Regions from separate parts of the Ovis canadensis genome. Here region 2 is linked to region 1. The links are chromatin contacts, called in public Hi-C maps. All regions are on one chromosome and are shown on one strand. The core of a region is the stretch at or near the end of the contact, and the rest is flanking DNA. Distances in the headings are between cores, read along the strand shown. Region 1 overlaps NPRL3 (NPR3 like, GATOR1 complex subunit). Region 2 holds the start of HBQ1 (hemoglobin subunit theta 1).

Region 1 (2,993 bases), core at 247-2,746:
ATGTATTACACGTTTTGACAACTGTCAGACATCAAACACCAATTTTTCCAAGTGGCACATTCACATGTACTTTTACTTATAGCTGAAATTAGCCCAAGGTCACTGGCAAACGTAGTCCTGGGTTTCTCTTCTGCTATGGAGGTGCTGGCCTGAGAAGACAGAGGTGCAAGGCCTGTGACAGAGGGGGCGTCTCTCAGCTCTGAAATGCTGACAGTGCACCAAGGCCTCGAGCGGGCCTATCAGCAGATACTACTTTTAATAACTGGTCAGCTGACCACTCAATTGGGCTCCCCTTCACTTCTGCTGAAAGCAAAGAAGAGGCCTCCTTCCAGCTTGACGCTGCCCTTCCGCATGCCCCCCATCCCAGGGAGACTGCCCAGCAGGACCAGGGTGGTACCTGACCTGCAGGAAGAGCCATCATGTGGGGTCTGGGGGAGGGGAACATTTTGGGCTGGGGAGCCACTCCCAGAGTATCAGTTTGGGACCTGGGGTCTCGCTGGGAGCTCTGAGGGTCTTGCTGCGTGCCCAGGGCATGCCCAGTCCAGCACAGAGCCCACCCGCCTCCGTGCCGGGAGAAGCCGCCGGCACGCTCACCGTCGGCCGTGGCGGACGCCTCGTCCTGCAGTGCCAGGATCAGCTTGGCCTCCCGCGTGAGGTACTGGCAGCGGCGCTCCTCGTGCTGCAGCACGGTGGCAATGCGGCGGGAGAGGGTGTGCAGGCAGCTGATCACCGACGGGTCCGCGTGGGCCTGCAGGGCACCCCGGGAGGACACGCAGCATCGCTCAGACCGCGAAAGAGCCCTCTCTGGGTGTCCCGTCCCGGGTCCCCTCGAGGGCCTCTCCCAGCAATGCTCCCTGGTGGGCATGGAGCTGCTGCCCACACGGAGGCACAGACGGCCCTGTGGGGTCCCCAGTGGGGAGGGACAGGCACGCAGGCACTTCTAACAAGTGAGAGAGGGTGCCGTACTCAGGGGCCCAGGCCAGCACGTCCAGGGACGCGGGGGATGTTCAGGAATGCACTCCGGGCCTCTAGGAACAGCCCAGTGACACAACGGAAGGCCCAGACCCCGCCACCACGTGCGGGGGGACCCAAGGTCACAGGCTTCCATCTGAGGAAGAACAAGGGCTCCTTCCTCCCCCATCAGCCCACGGGTCAAGTGCTCAGAGTAAGCCTACGGAGCAGAGCCCCGGTGGTGTCTACGGTCTCCAGGGAGCAGCTGGTGAGAGCTCAGTCGCACAAGCACACAGGCAACAACGGGGACACAGCGTGAGACACAAGCATGGGCCACGACTCAGCGGCGACCCCGTCCTCAGAGGGAGCACTCTTCCCGAGAGCTGGCTGGCAGCCCAGCAGGCCCCGCATGCCCCTCTGCACCCCTCTGCTAACCCTGGCACCTATCGGGGGCCCCAGCCAGGCCAGGCCTGCACACCCGCCCAGGCCAAGGGTGGGGCAGGCAGCTGTGAGGTCTGTGAAGATGCCCCCAGAGCCGATAACCGCCCGCGTGACTCAGCACCCCAGGAGCCGACAGGGAGGCTGAGTCATCCCGGGTGGAGGTGGGAGGAGGGGAGAGTGGCGGCCCCGATTAGAGCCACCGCTTGGCCTCCCCTCCTGTTTATCTGCAGGCACGGCCCTCGGCAAAGGTTCACAGCCAGGCTCCTGGGCCAAACCTTGACCTAGACAAAGTAAACACCTTCATCACCTGGAGCTGGAGACACTCTAGCTCCTAGCAGGTCCACACTCACAAGCAGAACTCACCCCTGGAAGCACGCCTGTGCGGCGAGGGGCTGAGGGCTAGACCCACACCGGGCCCCCTGCAGATCACAGCCCTCCCCACATCCAGGAGGGCCCCTCAAGGGCCCCCGGAAGGTCACGGGACAGAGGGTCTGGGTTAAGTGTGTACACAAGTGCCTCAAATCAAAATGTTCTGCCTTAGATTTTAGAAAAATCTGTGTAAAAATCCTCCTCCCAGCAGAGCAGAGGGAGGAGAGTGACCTGGGCACATGGTCACTCCCTGACCCCCAGCACACGTCTACTGGCTGGGACAGGACGGTGCCGCAAATCGGGTGCCCAGGGCCGCTCACTCACACTCCTGGGCGAGGCCCACATGGACGAGTGTGCCTAGGTGTCCCCACTGGCTGCAAGGCTTGGTCCGGCCCCAGGTGCCTGCAGAGCCCAGGCTATGTGGGGTACACCAAGAAGGGGACCACCGAGGATGCGCCGGCCCCGCTGGAGCTCTGAGAAACATGCCGTCCCTGCAGACACGCTGTGAAGCAGCATGCCGCGCAAGGCGTCGCCAGTGGGACTGTCTCACCCGTGAAACTCCCACCAAACAGTCAGGCCCTCAGAGCAGACGTCCAGTTTGCAGGAGACAAAGGGACTGTCTGCACAGAGATGGGTCTAAAGGAGGAGAGAGTGCTAGATGGAGAGGAGGGGAGCGTTAGAGGCCTGGGCACCCAACCCCCCACGCTTCTGTGGGCTGGTTTCTGGTTTTCACTCCAGTTTAGACAGGCCAACGGGAAAAAAATGCTGTGATGCCTGGGACACGTTGCCATGAACCAGACACTAGCTGCCACCTGCATAAGCTAGTTCTGTCAGGCATGGTGTGCAACAGCTGTCCCCCCTCAGAGACGGTTCCTGAAGTATGCAGGAGTGAGCAGACAGGCGCTCTGAGACCTGTCGTCCTCAGCCAGGCCACGGGGTCGGGCAGAGGAGCCAGGGGCAGCGGCAGCAGCCGTGGGACCTGAGACAGGGGCACAAGGGTCATTGGTCTACTGTCTCGAGCCCAGGGCGTGCTGAAAACTTCAAAGCAAAAAGAGTGGACGTTTTTATATGACTTCAGAAAAGAGGAAATAAAACCCGTCCACTCTTTACCTTGCATTCAATTCCTCCCATTGCTCACATCACTGCCTCTGTGCTCTGAAGTCCTACGCTGCCGTTTCCTGCGGCTTTAACCTGGGAGGGACCCACCCGCTCACTCCAGCATCTGGCCTCAC
Region 2 (2,993 bases), core at 369-2,868, 54 kb after region 1:
TGAGCACCGCACCCGCCCCGAGGGGACCGGGCCGCTCGCCGGGCGCGTCCTTGTCCCGGGCCGCTCGGCCTGAGCCCGGCTTTCCCGCCTCTTCACCCAGGATGTTCCTGAGCTTCCCCACCACCAAGACCTACTTCCCCCACTTCGACCTGAGCCACGGCTCCGCCCAGGTCAAGGGCCACGGCGAGAAGGTGGCCGCCGCGCTGACCAAAGCGGTGGGCCACCTGGACGACCTGCCCGGTACCCTGTCTGATCTGAGTGACCTGCACGCCCACAAGCTGCGTGTGGACCCGGTCAACTTCAAGGTGAGCTCGCGGGCCGGGCCGGGACAGACCTGGGCTAGCGGGGCGGAGAATGCGGCGGCGCCCCCACCCAGCCCCCGCCCCACTGACGTCCCCTCTCTCGGCAGCTTCTGAGCCACACCCTGCTGGTGACCCTGGCCTGCCACCACCCCAATGATTTCACCCCCGCGGTCCACGCCTCCCTGGACAAGTTCTTGGCCAACGTGAGCACCGTGCTGACCTCCAAATACCGTTAAGCTGGAGCCTCGGCGACCCCTACCCTGGCCTGGAGCGCCCTTGCGCTCTGCGCACTCTCACCTCCTGATCTTTGAATAAAGTCTGAGTGGGCTGCAGTGTCTGTCTGTAGCCTCGGGTCTCTGTCCGCGAACCGGCCCAGGTTCTCATTGCCTCAGACCAAGGAGCTCTCAGGCAGAGAGAGAGAAGGGGAAAACTGGATGGAGGGGTGGGGGTGGCAGCCTGCCCCACTGCCACTACCTGGGATTCTCTGGGCAGCCCTCACCCTCAGCCTGGAGTGATTTCTGAGTATCTTGGCCCTTCCCTGAATTCATCCCAGAGCCTTGCATGTTCATCACGGAGTTTTTTGTGCAAATGATCAATTTGTTGGTGGACCTCAAGCCAGGACTCGGAGCTCTCCCGGGGCTGCTCCCAGAGCTGGGTGGTGCTGAGAACACAGAGGCCCTCTGGGTGCCTCCCTCCCCACCAAGTGCCTAGAGGAAGCTAGGGGTGCATAGTGCCCTTATAGAGCCAGGCCAGGTCCTGGAGGCACCTCTGTCACCTGGTACACACACCCCCTCAGGACACCCACTGGGCCATTGAGGGTCTGAAGGCCTGATTTGGGGGGCCCAGCTCAGGATCCTGAGGCCTGCCCTGCCCTGCACTGCCCTGAGGCCCACTGACTCCCCCTGGCGCTGCTGTGGAGAGGAGAGCCAGGGGCAGGGCGCCTACACTCAGAGGTGCTTTCTTCCTGTGGAGAATGCCCCTAGCGCCTGCGGCTTGAGGTGTCCAGTCCTGGCAGTGGTCCAGCCCCAAGCTTTCAGCTTGGGAAGCAGTGTCCTTTCTTCCCTGGGCCCAAGAGTCTCTGTCAGAAAATGGATGGCAAGTTTCCTGCCTCAATGTGCTCTGCTTTTAGCATATGAGCTCAGTAAGAGGCAGTCTTCCTTATTTTATTATTAGGCAAAATGAGAGCCTGGACTAAAAGTGGAAACAACCCAAATGTCCATCGAGAGATGAGAGGACAAACAAAATGTGGTCTAAACAGACAATTGCATGTTACCCAGCCATAACAAGCAATGAAGTGCAAATACAAAAGACCGTGTGCTGCATGGCTCTATTCACATGAAATGTCCAGAATAGGCAAATTCACAGAGGCCAAGAGCAGACTGGTGATGTCCAGGGGCTGGAGGGCAGGCGTTATGGACTGACTGCTGATGGGGACAGCGTTTCTCTTTGGGATTACGAAAAAGTTCTGGAATTAGATAGTGGTGATGGTCACACAGTGAATATGATTAAATCGCTGGATTGTACACTTGAAAATGGCTAAGACAGTAAATTTTATGTTATGCAAATTTCAATGCATTTTTTTAAAGGATGTATAGTGATGCCTGGCACAGAATGAGTGCTACATGGGTATGAGCTATTATGTGGGGGATCTATCCTGTACTGTGCTAGGTCGCTTCAGTTGCATCCAACTCTGCGATCCTATGGACCACAGCCCTCCAGACTCCTCTGTCCATGGGATTCTCCTGACAAAATACTGGAGTGGGTTGCCGTGCCTGCCTTCAGGGGATCATCCTGACCCAGCGATCGAACCCTTGTGTTCCCAACACTCATGTCTCTTAAGTCTCCTGCGTTGGCAGGTGGATTCTTTACCATTAGCGCCAACTAGATTTCTATTTGGGATAAGAAAGTTCTGGAATTAGTGGTGATGGTAACACATAGTGTGAATGTAGTTAAAGACACTGAATTGTACACCTCAAATGGCTAAGACAGTAAATTTTATGTGAATTTCAATGCATTTTTTAAAAAGGATGTATGGTGATGCCTGGCACAGAATGAGTGCTTTATAGGTATTGGCTATTATTTGTAGGATCTATCCTAGCCACTCTGAATGCTCATTGTCCTGAAAAGGGCATCTGCTATGAACCAGGAACAACCTTGGGAAGAAGAAACTGTTACTTTCCTTATATACCATAAATGAGAAAACAGACTGACGTTCAATGCCAAACTCCATGCTAAAATTCAGGGCCACCTAATATTGACACATACTAAATATTAGTTTCCAAAAATAGGGATTTCAGGGTCCAGGGCGATTGGGAAGGCCCCAGGTCAGAGCTGACGCTCCGTGGAGATTTCCTAGACCCCTCCCGGCCAGATTCTGCGACCAGAGGCCCGGCGCCCCCCGGAGGCCAAGGGGGCAGCAGGCCGAGAGGCGCAGGCGCAGGCGCATCCCGGGCTTCACCGAGAGGCCGAGAGCGCGGCAGGCTGTCTCCACGATGGTGCTGGCGCCGGCGGACCGCGCTGCAGTGCTCGCGTTGTGGCGGAAGCTCGGGACCAACGTCGGCATCTACACGACGGAGGCCCTGGAGAGGTGCGCACGGCCCCGGCGCATCAGGGCTCACCTGTCTTCAGCGGGCTCGGGGGATGCGTCCCCCGCCGTCCGGTTCCGGAGCCCTTCCTCCCGAGGCCCCGCCA

The links. A called contact is a pair of places that touch in the nucleus more often than the background predicts.
Region 2: a Hi-C map of fibroblasts shows a contact between it and region 1, with 4 times the contacts expected there. The contact joins the promoter of HBQ1 here to the enhancer-like site in region 1. A contact is called at or near these places in 2 of 2 Hi-C or Micro-C datasets (fibroblasts and lung).

Annotation. Positions count from the first base shown.
Region 1 is chr24:15,457,790-15,460,782 of ARS-UI_OviCan_v2, forward strand. It overlaps NPRL3 (NPR3 like, GATOR1 complex subunit), which reads right to left. Exons shown (of 13, transcript XM_069570422.1): 5 at 595-748. Among named protein-coding and RNA genes, the nearest start is that of TRNAE-UUC, 7.7 kb to the right of the region's middle. Within about 2 kb of position 1,497, the one cell type or tissue checked has open chromatin away from gene starts, as enhancers often do. A contact at or near this core is called in fibroblasts, where this site is marked.
Region 2 is chr24:15,511,205-15,514,197 of ARS-UI_OviCan_v2, forward strand. HBQ1 (hemoglobin subunit theta 1) reads left to right here and starts at 1,619. Exons shown (of 3, transcript XM_069570449.1): 1 at 1,619-2,889. The coding sequence starts at 2,795. It overlaps LOC138429202 (hemoglobin subunit alpha-1), which reads left to right. Exons shown (of 3, transcript XM_069570448.1): 2 at 101-305; 3 at 410-634. The coding sequence ends at 538.